Regions from separate parts of the Oryctolagus cuniculus genome. Here region 1 is linked to region 2. The links are chromatin contacts, called in public Micro-C maps. All regions are on one chromosome and are shown on one strand. Each heading gives the region's core, a stretch centred on a gene start, on an enhancer-like site or on the middle of the called end of the contact. The rest is flanking DNA. Distances are from core to core; before and after follow the strand shown. Region 1 overlaps BMF (Bcl2 modifying factor). Region 2 holds the start of SRP14 (signal recognition particle 14).

Region 1 (6,363 bases), core at 2,060-4,559, 61 kb before region 2:
TAGGTGGGCAGGGGAACCCGGGGCGCGCTGCGGAGCAGATCTGGGCGCCCGAGAACGGCGCGGCCTCGGGGTCCGATTTTGGGGTAAGGCAGGGCGTCGGGGGCGGTCCTGCCTCCCTGCGAAGTCTGAAGGCTCCTCTCCTTAACAGCTGGGCTGTTTCCCTCCTTCTCAATCGAGTCCGGGCGCCGAGCCCCCGAGCGCTCGTCACGCTGGACCCTGGCGCAGAGCCCTGGCATCACGACTCGGAGGCTGAGACCCTCTCCTGGAGTCACCCAGGTCTGGGGCGTGAGTGTGAGTGTGTGTGTTCTGAGGTTTTAGCCACCGTCGGTCGGTGTCTGGCTGCCGCCTTCTCCTAAGAGGAGGAGGAGCCTAAGTCAGCATCCCCGGTGGAGCCCTTTAGGGGCTGGGATGGCCCGTGCGTGTTGGGTTCCCCTCGCTAGGAATAAAGCATTTCCCTGGCAGTCTTCGCAGGAAGTGCCTTCCTCCTAAGGGTCTGGAGGGAGGAGAAGGTCTCTCTACCCGTTGGCAGCTTACACTTGACCTTGTCCAGCACCCCTCTGGGGGCTGCCACAGACGGACAGGACAGGAGAGCCACCTGCAGTTCCTGGGGGAGGGTGGGAGGGTCCCGGGGCTCGCGGAACCACGCCCTCTGGCTGCCCTTCCCCCACTGTCCAGTCCAGGCTGGGGTTGAACTTTGGGGCTTTGCTGGGAGGGGGAGGGGGAGGTGAGAGGCTTCAAAGGAAAAACCCAGACAATGACTCCTGCTTGTGATTGGCTCTGGAAGGCGCCTTCTTAGGTTGGGATGGCCAGCCTGCCGAGAGGAGGTTGAAAGGCAGGAGGGGGCGTCCCTGCCAGGTGACAACACTTGGTCCTCTTTCAGTCCCTGTTGCTGATAAGTCAGAGCCCCCACCCCTACCCCCACCAGCCCTGTCCCAAGAATGCCATGTGTCTGTTTTGCCACCCTAGCAGGCATCTCCTCACTCCAGGGAAGAGGGCAGAGACAGGACCAGAGACGGCTCAGGCACCGCATTGGGGGGTGAGGGCAGAAATGAGCATCTCAGAGAGACCTGGTATTTAGGAAAGGCAGGATTTCTGAATTTAACAGAGATTCCTTTAAGTCCTTCCCCAACCCACAGACCAGTTGGCTTGCTCTTCAAAGGCAGACTGGGCGACAGAACGCCATGGGATCTCTAACTGAGTCTCAGGGAAGGAACTTTGTCTTTCTGTTTCCTTAAGCTTCTAGGTGCTAGTTGCTTCGCGCTGTCCCAGGGGTCCCAAGGGGTTCCTGGTGTGTGTTTAGGGGGCTGGACTGGAAGCAAGATGCTGGGTGGCCTCTTGGCTAAGGCACGCTAGAGCCATCAGGTGGAGCAAGAGGAACTTCTTTATCACCAAGACACTCACAACAACAGCCTCAATAGTACAGGCAGCAAGTGAGGTCACAGCCAGAGGGCTGAATTTCACTTCCTTCTGTGAGGCAGGTCGCACCGCCCTCAGGTTCAGCGCTGGCAGGCATGGGAGGCTGTGGGGCCGAGGAGTTGACGTCCCAGGGACTAGTGAGTAGACTGCGCTGGGGCCGGCTGACACTTTGCCAGGGGCCGGCCCCGCCTGGCAGGCAACCTGTGCTGAGCAGACAGCTCTGCTGTGCGGGAGGAGAGCGGAGCAGAGGGGCAGCTGCAATGACTAACTTGGGGCTTTATCCCTTCTCCCAGGACACACTCTCACCACACCGCAGAGCCTGTTTGTTGTGTTGTGCAAGCAGGGGGTGGAGACTAGAGGAGATGGGCAGCAGGGCGGGGCTTAGCAGGTTTGGAGGGAACCTGGCTGCCCCGGGATGGCTGGCTTTTGTTTTTGCTGCTGAGCCGGGAGCTCAGCTCAGACTCAGGCTGAGAATTTGGAGAGTGCCCCTTAGGGGATACGCGTGTGTTGTGAGGTTGTGTGTACGGCCAGTCCCAGTCCCCCGAGCCCACCCACAGCCGTCCTGTTTACATTTTCCCAGGTGCCAGCATGATTGTATAGCTGATGCGACTACCCCTCAGCCTGAGTCACGAGAGGTTGGGGAGAGGTGGCCTGGGCTGTCCTCCACAGAGGTGTGGATGGGCTCAGCACACAGGCAGGTCACATTTTGGGGGTGGGTCCCCCCCTCCCCGCAGTGCTTTGGAAGGGGAGTAGTATGTCCACCGTACCTGGCCCCGTGCAAATGAATGAGAAGGGGAAGTAGTGAAGCAAGCCAAGAAGGAGGGGAGTCCTTGCAGGTATGGCTCGGCACGGGCAGCCGCCCAGATGCCTGCGTTGCCCTCACAGGGGACATGGAGCCACCTCAGTGTGTGGAGGAGCTGGAGGATGACGTGTTCCAGCCAGAGGACGGGGAGCCGGGGACCCAGCCCCAAAGCTTGCTCTCTGCTGACCCGTTTGCCCAGAGCCAGCTGGACTGCCCCCTGGGGCGGCTGCACCTCTTCCCTCTCACCCACTGCTGTGGTCCTGGGCTGCGACCCACCAGCCAGGAAGACAAGGCCACCCAGACCCTCAGCCCCGCCTCCCCGAGCCAAGGGGTCATGCTGCCTTGTGGGGTGACCGAGGAACCCCAGCGACTCTTTTATGGTAAGTGCTCTTAGCCTCAGGACTCCTCCTATAGAGGTTGGGGGAAAAGAGGGGACTTTCCCTGCCCAAGCCTGCCTTTGTGATTTCCTTCCCCTAAGTCCCACTGAGCAGCAGGGGCTGCTGAGTGCTGCTGGATGCTAAAGTCCCTGCCTTTTGCTACCCGCACCTGGACAAATGGCCCTGTCCTTTCTGTCCCTTCCTGGAAGGATCCCTTGGATCCAGGTGTCTCTTTTTACATCCTGCACCACTCCCCACCCCCACCCCCACCCCCACCTTTTTGTGTCCTGGTAGGGATTTACTTTGTCCCAAAGAAATCTGTGGGATCCATGACTCGCTGTTGACACTGAAGGGGAAAACCCAGCTGGTTCCAGGAGGGAAGGTTCCTGAAGGCAGAAAGTGGCCCCAGTGGTCACTTGGGACTTTCTGTGCCTGGAAGGGGAACTGGAGAAAGAGGTTGGGCCTGCCTGGGCTCCGTGCCAGCAGAGGGGCTGTGTCCAAGGCAAAGTCAGACAAGACCCCTTCATTTGTGGGCTCGAATGATTTGTTTTAGGGAGAAATATGCCCTCCTCCGGCAAAAGAGCAGCCTGTTCTTAGCACAGCAGCTTACGCGGGAGGGTGGAGGTTTGGGGGTTATCTCGCTGTGTCTGACGGGCCAGGCTGCGGAGACGCTGCAGTTATTCCCAGAGGGAACTGCCCCGTAGGGCGATTCTTGCCAAGCAGTTCTGGCGGCACTCAGAAGCTGGATGACGCCGGCCGGCGGGCGGGCGCGGAGGAGGGCGAGGCGGGGGAGGCGGCCGGCTGGCGCCCCTAGCGGTGGTACTAAGGCCAGCATGCGGTAAGGGTGCAGCTCCGGCCTCGCGGTCTCCGCCCCCCCCCCCCCCCCCCCCCCCGCCACCTCCGAGGCCGCTTCCAGAGAGAAACTTGGATCTGTTTGGGTCTCAGGAGTTTGTGCCACTGCCCACAGGGTCAGAAGCCTCCTCTACAGCTCTCCTCTACTGCGTTGAAAAAGTGAAGACATTTTTCACAGTTCTCTCTGTCCCTGGCTGTGCTCAGCCCGGGAAACTCTGGAGAGCTGCCTGCAGTGCTGTTCCAGGGAAGAGCTTCAACCTGCTACTCTGAGAATAATAAATTGTGGTCAAGTGTAGGTTGATAAATACGGACAGAAGGTTTACATGTTCACCCAGTCTGCCCTTTGCCACTGCCCTGACGGTGAATGGGGAGCCCATTGGACGGCTGTGACTGCTCCCTTCTGTTCCCCCAGCATCAGCTTCTATGCACTTGGGCAGCAGGCAAGCAGGCTGTCCGAGCTTGGCAGAGCTCCCTGGTGGAGGCAAACTGGCTCCTCTCCCTTCCCATACTGGGGTTTACCCTCAGCCCCAAGGCTTGGCCAGGAGAGGCAGGCGTGGAGGGCGGGGCAGGCGAGAAGACCGCTTAGAGCTGGGTCCTTTTTCTTTGCAGGCAATGCTGGCTACCGGCTCCCTCTCCCTGCCAGTTTCCCTGCAAACTTCGCGCTGGGGGAGCAGCCCCCTGAAGGGCAGTGGCAGCATCGAGCAGAGGTCCAGATTGCTCGGAAGCTTCAGTGCATTGCTGACCAGTTCCACCGGCTTCATTTACAGCAAGTAGGCACAGGGCTCTAGGGGGCGGGTAGGGCGCGAGGGGCCTAGGAGCCAGCGCCTGTCTCTGTCCTCCTATCGGCAGCTCTGGCTCTGCTGGGCCTCAAGGGCATGGTGGCAGAGTGTTAGCCTCGGCTGTCATCATCCCCACGGACAGTTTAGGCTGATCAGATGAGCACTGCTGCCCTCATCTCTCTCTGGTCTCCAAGTTGGTTGCCTGCCCATTCCCTCCCTGGGAAGGCGATGGCTCTCTCCTGAAGGCCAGCGCTGGGGGACTGTGTCTCGCAGACCTAAGGAGAGGTTTGCCAGGTGCTGTTGGGGGTGCAAGGGGATGGGGTGAGCCGGCCAGGGGATGGGGCCTGAGCGGGGGAAGGTGGCGGAACCGGTTGAAACCTGACACTTCCCAGCTGGGGAGGCCGCTCCTCACTCACTGTCTGTCTGGGATCCTGGGGCTGGGGCCTCAGGAGAGTGCACCTCCGATAGAGTCTCCCCAGAGCCGCGGCCGGCCGCTTGGCCGGGCGCTCTGCCGCCGCCGGCTGCTTGGCCGGCAGCCTGGCACCAGCCCCGCCAGGGCGGAGCATCGCGTGTCAGCCGAGCATGTGGCAGGGTCGGTCAACAAAGGCGGCGGCTGGCAGGCTCGTGCTGGAGGAGCCCTCCGTGCCACAGCCTGGAGGCTGCCCTGGGCCGCTGCTGCAGCACTGTCTGGGTCCGGCCCCCAGGCACTTAACCCTTTCCTTCCCGGCTGGCTCTCCGTAGGCTACCCTGCAGGGATCAGAGCCTGAGGGTGGATCCCTGCTGGTACAAGCACTGCAGAGGCAGGACCACTCCACCTGGACACGAAGGCACTCCCCATCCCTGGGACAGTGTTCCTGGCCAGTGGGCACTCTGTGTGTGTGTGTGTGTGTCTGGAAATCAAGAGTATAAATAACTCACCATCACCAGGCAGACCCTGAGGTTGCATGGGGGATTTTAGGTGACAGGGGAGTAACAAGTTTGATTTAGGAGCCAAACCATTGCTAGCACCAGGAGGGGGAGAAGAGGCATTGGCCTTGGATTTTCTGAGAGCAAGCCCAGGGGGTTGTGTGGTTCTGCTCGCTGCCGAGCAGCACTGAGGGAAACCTGGGGCTAGCCCTCACTGCGCCCGCCTGGTGGGCCGGCTGGTCCCTCAGTGATCAGGAAGGGAGGGTGGCCCTACACTTACATTATAAGGCAGCCTGGCCGCCTCTTCTGGCCCAAGCTGCAGTCCCTCTTCCCTCCTTTGATTGTTTTGTGGAAACTTGGCTTCGAGTTTCCCCTTCAGCCCTTGTGTGTGGACTCACTCTGATTCTTGGTTTCAGTCTCTTGGCCTCTTTCCTGCCCATTCACTCCACCCTGGTTGTGCAGGCCTGCAGCTGCGTGCGCCTGAGCCCAGCTCCCGGCTTGCAGTCCTGGGACCCACAGTGGCTGTGAGTCTCCTGGGCTCAACGGCAGGACTGTGCATGCAGCTTTCCCCCGCATAGTCTCCCGCTCTCCCTCCGCAGCTGTTTCCTGGAGCGTTCCCCTCCCTAGTCCTTGGTGAGCCCCTGGGGGCTTAGGAGCAGGTGGGAGGCCTCCCTTGGCCTGCCGTGTCCTGGTGTGGGACTGGAACACAGTCCCGGGAGGAGGAGACCCCTGTCCTGCACTTCTCTGCTTGGCGTTATTTCTCCCCATCAGGTCAGTTCCTGACAGGCACCGTCCTCTCTGCCAGAGCCACCCCAGCTCTGCCCTGCACCTCACCCATGCCGGCTCTTGCGTTCCTGGTGCCAGCTCCCTGCGGCTGCCTTGCAGCGGCAGGAGGTCGGCCAGTAAGGCCTTCCTGGCCCAAGGAGCTGGTTTTCCAAAATTTTCTCTGACAAAGAACCAGACTTTTTGTCTACTCCCTGGAGAATTCTCTAGAAAAGACTCTAGCTGTTAACCCACTCCTGCCCCCTAATTCTGCTCACGCATCTTGCGGACAGAGCTAGGGTGAAGGCCGCAGGCAGATGGAGCTACTGGCACGCCTGGGGCCTTTCGGCAGCTGGTTTTTAAGAAGTGAGTTGCTTTCTGAACTTGACCCTTACATGAACTATGGTCTAAAGTTTCGTATCTAGAAAGTGCCGTTGTCATTCCTGCATTTTTACGCTGTGTCTTTTCC
Region 2 (6,632 bases), core at 571-3,070:
TAAAAGCTACTTTTTTTGATGCAAAATATTTTGAAAGTCATGCATATGAGGTTTTCAAAAAGTTCATGGAGGTGTGTATTATGAAATAGCTATGCATGGATTTAAAAATTTCTTGCATCAAAAACTCTTAATTCCATTTTACCGCAAACATTTTTTTTTTTTTTACATTTTTATTTATTTGAAAGGCAGAGTGACAGAGGGAGAGATGGAGAGAGAGGTTGATCTTCCATCTGCTGGTTTACTTCCCAAATGCTTTCAACAGCAGCTGCTGGGCCAGGAACTCCATCCAGGTCTCCCATATGGGATCCTCATTTCCTGGCTTGTCTCTACACCAAAGATAGGGAGATGTTTTAAAAACAAACCAGTTCATCACTGTCCTGTGTAAAACTACTTTTACAGGGGCTGGTGCTGTGGCAGAGTAGGTTAAGCCACCACCTGCAATGCTGGCTTCCCATTTGAGTCCTGCTGCTCTACTTCCGACCCAGCACCCTGCTAATGCACCTGGGAAAGCAGTGGAAGATGGCCCAAGTGCTTGGACCCCAGCACCAGCGTGCGAGACTTGGAGGAAGATCCTGGCTCCTGGCTTTGGATCAGCCCAGCTCTGGCAGTTGCATTCACTCCCACTTGGGGAGTGAACCAGTGGATGGAAGACTTTCTCTCTGTCTCTCCCTTTCTCTGTAACTCTGCCTCTAAAGTAAATAAATCTTAAAAAAAAAAAAAAAGGAATAGTCTAAAAAAACCTACCTTTACAAGAATCCTCTATCTGGAACAAAATCCAAATTTACCATGGCCACAGGCCCCACAAGACCTGCCCCCAGGCTGGCTGCCTTTTCATGCCCCCCGACCCCTAGTTTCCACAGGCCCTCTCCATCCCATCCTCACCCCGCAGCCTTGCTCATACAGGGCGACGAGTTTCCCCTTTGGTCTTCGCTCTAGCCGTTCTCTCTGTCTAAAATACCATGTCCCCAGATCTTTGGATGGCTGTCCCCGTGGCTTTCAACAAAAAGTTATCCTCTTCAGAGAGAACTCTTCTGGCTGCAACAAAACGTCGGTCCCTTGGTGCTCCCATTTGTATCACCTTACATAGTTGTCCTCACAGCATTCCTCATCATCTGAAGCTGTAACACTTGTTTTCTTGTTAATTGTTTATTTTCTCCCTACCCTTTTAACCTAGGTTCCAGGAACTTAGCTTGTCTTGTATCCTGCTGTATCCCCAACTCCAACAGTGCCTGGCACAGGGGATGAGGCACACAGCCAACCCGTTGTGCATTGAACGAACGCCTGACTTTGAAAAGGCCCAGCGTTTAAGTTGGTTACTACCAAAGCAGGGCCTAGAACCCAGATCTCTACTGAATGCAGAGGAACTAAGACTGGGCTCCAGTCCTTGCTACCAGTCAGTTATTAGGGGCACCCAGCCCTCCTGGTCAGAGAAGAATTCAAAGAGCCTCCATGAGAACTTATTACAATGATAATGCAAACAATAACATTATATAACATAACGGTGGGCAAGTGCTTACGGTGCACTTGCCATGTACCAGTGTTCTGCGTGTTTAATGTGGGCTCATTTACTGTTCACCATCACGTCGTGAAGTAGCTGTACTATTATGCTTTCTTTAAGATAAGGAAACTGAGGCACTGGACTGCTAGGTATCTCGTCTAACAGAGACTGAATATACACAACTCTACGTTCTTTCAAATCTTTCTTTTGTGAGGTGACTCAGCCTAACAGCTCCCCAAGCGCTTCCCTCCCAGGGACGGCCGAGGGCGTCCCAGAGCTCAGACGCTAGGTGGACAGGGCGAAAGAGGGCGGAGGCAAGGATTGGTGGAAAGGAATGGAAGACTAATAGCGGAAGTCCCGCCCAGGCTAGGCGGAACTTCCGGGTGCAACGGGGCGGGGCGTGTGAGGACGGAGAGGAACCGGCAGCCCCGGGATGGTGCTGCTGGAGAGCGAGCAGGTATAGCCGCACCCGACCGGCCCGGGATGGATGTGGTTAGGGGCTCTGCCCGGGGCCTCTGTCTCCTTTTGCGGGGGGGATGGGGACTTGATGGCGGCGGGGAAGCTTTGGGGCTGCTCACGAGGCCGGGCTTGTTGTGTTCCAGTTCCTGACGGAGCTGACCAGACTCTTCCAGAAATGCCGGTTGTCGGGCAGCGTCTTTATCACCTTGAAGAAATGTAAGCAGCCGTGGTCGCGGCAGGGCCGAGAGGAAGCTGGGGAGGGCGCCGTGGAAGCCGAGCAGCTCCCGGCCCAGGAGACAGACGTCTGGGCGCCGGCGGAGTCGGCTGGGGATCCCCGCCTTGCCGTTTCTCCACCCTGTGCTGGGCACATTCAGGGCTCAGGGCCCCGAGAATATTAGGGTTCGTGGCTCGCGCGGCCCCTAGCATTTCGCACCTAGCTCGGTCCGGTTACAGTGGGTCCCATGCACGTCAGGGCTCATCATTTTTTCGGGGATCCCGGGGCCCCAGTTTTGAGTGAGGTCCGTAGTGGAAGTAGCGGTGGTCTCTGCAAGGTTTGGCGGATGCTGTGGCTAACAGAGCTGGAGCGGGGGTGGGGATTAGGGCGCCTCTTCGGACCCTCCCTCTGTGGGTTGACTTCTGGTCTACCTGTCAGCAGTGTATGTGGCTCTGTTCACAGCCCGCCGCTTTTCTTGCAGATGATGGTCGAACGAAACCCATTCCAAGGAAAGGTTCTGTGGAGGGCTTTGAGCCCTCAGACAACAAATGTCTGTTAAGAGCTACTGATGGGAAAAAGAAGATCAGCACCGTGGTGAGCTGGATTCCCAACACGACTTTTGGGAAAGAGGAACTCAGCTGAGGATGGGACATGTCGGAATTGGGCATTTATTTACTGACTTTATTAAATAAAGGCTGGTGGATAGCTCTCAGCCTATTTTCGGATCAGGACCTTCCTTTACTACTTCAGTTCTAGAAACTGTAACAATAAAAGGAAAATGAACAAGGCAGAGGTCAAAAACTTGTTCTGCTAAAATTTATGAGGCACTGGCAGTAGCCTTACTCCTAACTGTACTGTAAGGGTTAGTTGGTGCAATTCCTCTTCCCCTCACTGTGCTGAACAGTCAGTAAAATTTCTTGGTGCTAGATGATTCGTTTATTTTTAAGGTGATTATTCCCTTGTCTCTGTGGTTCTCATAGCAAGCGTGCAGTATTTGCTAGGCTTGGTACTTGAGAGAATGTACTGGTACATTTAATCAAGAGGCCCAGGCTTTGTGTTTACTGTGAAGGTTAAATGTGGCGAAGGAGGACTCTGGCTTCGGAGTGCATACTCCTTTATTCTGGAGCAGAGCCACCCTGCCCTCTAATGACATCTGTGGTTAGTCTGCACTCAGGAGAATGAGACTATAAATTCATTCATGAGCCACCCTTTACAAGTAGTCTTAAGAAGACTTACACAGTAAAGCAAGCCTAAGTGGTGTCCGAGAGTAATGGTGGATGTTGTGAAATACAAAAACCTCAGGAATCTTCCTCAGAGGTACAGTTCCTCTTCTGGTAGCTTGCAGTGTGCTAAACAGCTGAACTAGTGGAAGGCAACTTTATAAATAAGATACAGAGAAAGTAGTATAAATATATCTTACAAGCAAAAAATTAACACTGAGAAGTCTGACATCTTACTCAAGCTGGAGGGGAGACTCAGCGCCAGCTGGGTAGGGGATTTCCTTCAACAGAGGTGGGAAGTGTAGCTTGCCTGGGAGCCCAGTTTTGATTTTTGCATCTGGGTGCAATGCACTGTGGAAAAAGGCACAGAGTTACCTTGCTTGTTTCTCAGGAAGAGGAAAGTGGAGTAGAAAACTGGTCTTCCGTGTACTGTGACCCCAAAGTTGGGAAGAAGTATTTTAAAGACTAGGATGTACTTTATGAGGCTTCATCCTAGTAACTGGGTGGAGAGAGGATACCTGTACGGGTGACTGGAGTAACCTCTGTTTGCCTGCTTTTCCAGGTGAGCTCCAAAGAAGTGAATAAGTTTCAGATGGTGAGTGTTAGGTGTTCCTATCCCCCGCTTCTTGAGGCACAATGCTGTGTTAAGATTGATATTTTGGTTCACTGCTCTCCTTAATAATTTTTACCGATACTTTTCTAGTAAAAGTTTCCATGCTGTAGATTTCAATACATGCACTATCTTCCTTGCTAACTTTTAAGCTAGATTTTTGTCTTAGGCTTTAGGTATACTCTGCCTACAGTATAATTGAGCAAGAAGTTGTCCTTAGTTTTTCCCTTTTGCTAATTAAAAAATAAAGAAAACGGAAAAACCTAATTTACTGTGGGCCAGTGCTTCCGAAGCTACTGTAGTATGAAAGAGCATTCTACGCTTAGACCGTTTTCCAGAACGAGTGTCCCAGATAGTTTTGTGGCATATGCTCCTTATCAGGTAGGCTTTCTGATTCTGACTGTCCAAAACTATTACAGGGACGGCTGCCCTGATTTGTACCCCTTGCACCCAGGTCGTGCCGCATGTTTTTCAGGCCTATTCAAACCTGTTGAGAGCCAACATGGACGGACTCAAGAAGAGGGACAAAAAGAGCAAGAGCAAGAAGAGCAAAGCGGCGCAGTGAGAGGCAGGGACGGTCTTGTTCCCACCACCTAACCACTGAATTGCTAGTCTTCCTTTGTTTTTTTCCCTTTTGGCCACAAAGCTAGGTTTCTGGCTCCCCATAGCTACTGTTTTCATGTGCGATTAGGGTCATCTGGGAGAGAAGGGTTGAGTGTTTACAGGGTAGTTGTGGTGAGAAGCCAGTTTATTTTAGATCTGGTTGATTAGTCTGTGTTGCATGGTTGTATTTTCCTGGATTATAGCTTAAAAGTCTCTGTAGTCATCTCTGTGAAGTGCAATGTATCATTAAACCTGTCTATGAGCACAGACTGTCTCTTCTTCTTTTCCCACTCCGTCTTCATAGTTCTGGTGATAACTACCAATTCTAGAATGTGATAAATGATGGGCTTTAGCCTTATCTTCTTCATTACTGGAATTGAAGCCTGACAGTTTTCTAAAAAGTCATGTTCTTTCATGGGCTAAACATAAAATCATTAAGAATAAAGACTTCAAGGTAACACTGATTTTTGATTTTTTATGCCCTTTAGGTTAGACATTTTCAAGTGCTTAGTTGGAAAGAACATGGCTGTGTTTGTGTGTGTGTGTGTGTCCTAGCTCCATAAAAACTTCAGTGTTAATAGATTTGCACTTAACAAGCAGCAGATATATGAAAGCTTTTATTGTATCCAAAAGATAAATTTATAATATATTACACATGAAAAGCTGACAAAACTCAACTTTGTAGGATAACTCCTTAGAATTTAAGCTTAAAATTATAATGAATGTACAACATTCCATTATTCCAGTGTAAGCCCCTGTCTTTGAACAATGTAATGACAGTTCTTCCAGGTTAAAATAAGATTCTGTAGTAGTCATCTCTATAGCTATACAGAAATAGCACAGACACCCTGCAAAAGAAGGGAAAAGGGAGATTATAAAGACAGACTCAATTTAATGGGCAAAGAGCAGACTTAACTGTAGGAGGTTAATTTAATCCAGACAGGGAGCTACTCACTAAAAAATTGTGTAAACAAGGGTCTGCAGTGTAAGGTTGTGTGTATGGAGACAGCAGTCGCCTCACAGGCTCCCACACAGCCTTTTAAATGGTTGGAAACACGAATGATTGGCATGTTGACAGGAAGGCACAAAATCAAAGGAGTTAGTTATTTTCTTTCATTTAACATATTTCTAGAAGTGAGTTCTGTGTTCTGTGGGTGAACCACAGTGGGATAGCTGCTCCTGGAACCGAGGGTGTTGTTAAGACAAGATCGTGACTGTGAGTCACAGTCTGCGCAAGGTTTACTGGTTTGCCAGTTGCAGTTCTAACAGCAGCTTATTGGCCATCAAACCTCAAAAGACACAATGTGCGTCACTCTGAATCCCCTCCTTGAGTTTTAGTCATGTGAAACCTGCTATGCCTAAGTGATAACTTACTTTTTCTCTACTTTGATGTTATAAATTTCATCACAAACCAATTTGAGGTATCTTTGCTTCGGTAGGCGTGATAGCAGCTGCTTCACAGTTGTGTTAAATGCCTGTTCATCAGCATCCCACTAGGAAAAAAAAGACAACAACAGGGCACTTGGGTTATTAACTGGATTTTTCCGAATCACTAAGGAAACATCATTGCCATTCCCCCCAGGTAGCCAGAAGCATCAGCTATAGGGAGACAGAACAGCTGGGGGGCTGCGGGGGTTTTGCCTTTGAAGCACAAGTTTTCCCTGAAACAAGACTGCAGGCGTCCAGTTAGAGCCTGGTTAACAAGGCTGCAGCCCACGTGTGCTGGTGTGACTTCAGGCCACTCGACTTCGGCCTGCTGCTTGCTTTGTGTACAATGCGGTCATGTGACTGGACTGTAAGTAAATGGCCAGTATGATGGTGTATGCTTTAAAATTTTGGAAGTTGTAATTTAGGCTATTTGACGGTAAAGGTAGGAAGGATCTTCAGGTTCATGGAAAATGCATATTATGAGAAAACTGCATGGATTGCAAAATCTTTTGCACTAATTTATTTTTCCATGGGCTTTTTCCAGTTCCCTTAAATGTACCTGTAACAAAGAAATAAATTTAGAAAGGACCTAAGTTAATT

The links. Hi-C and Micro-C count contacts between places; a contact is called where the count stands out from the background.
Region 1: a contact with region 2 is called in a Micro-C map of ear pinna, with 2.4 times the contacts expected there. The contact joins the enhancer-like site here to the promoter of SRP14 in region 2. A contact is called at or near these places in 4 of 6 Hi-C or Micro-C datasets (ear pinna, embryonic fibroblasts, skin fibroblasts and 1 more).

The regions. Positions count from the first base shown.
Region 1 is chr12:63,241,552-63,247,914 of mOryCun1.1, reverse strand. BMF (Bcl2 modifying factor) reads left to right here. Exons shown (of 5, transcript XM_008269213.4): 2 at 149-276; 3 at 2,302-2,598; 4 at 4,057-4,217. The coding sequence starts at 2,307. Among named protein-coding and RNA genes, the nearest start is that of BMF, 3.6 kb to the left of the region's middle. Within about 2 kb of position 3,309, at least 6 of the 8 cell types and tissues checked have an H3K27ac peak or open chromatin away from gene starts, as enhancers often do. A contact at or near this core is called in ear pinna, where this site is marked.
Region 2 is chr12:63,179,280-63,185,911 of mOryCun1.1, reverse strand. SRP14 (signal recognition particle 14) reads left to right here and starts at 1,820. Exons shown (of 5, transcript XM_002717984.4): 1 at 1,820-1,955; 2 at 2,101-2,173; 3 at 2,653-2,765; 4 at 3,954-3,986; 5 at 4,477-4,871. The coding sequence starts at 1,932. The coding sequence ends at 4,566. It overlaps EIF2AK4 (eukaryotic translation initiation factor 2 alpha kinase 4), which reads right to left. Exons shown (of 39, transcript XM_002717985.5): 38 at 5,979-6,097; 39 at 5,206-5,452. The coding sequence ends at 5,395.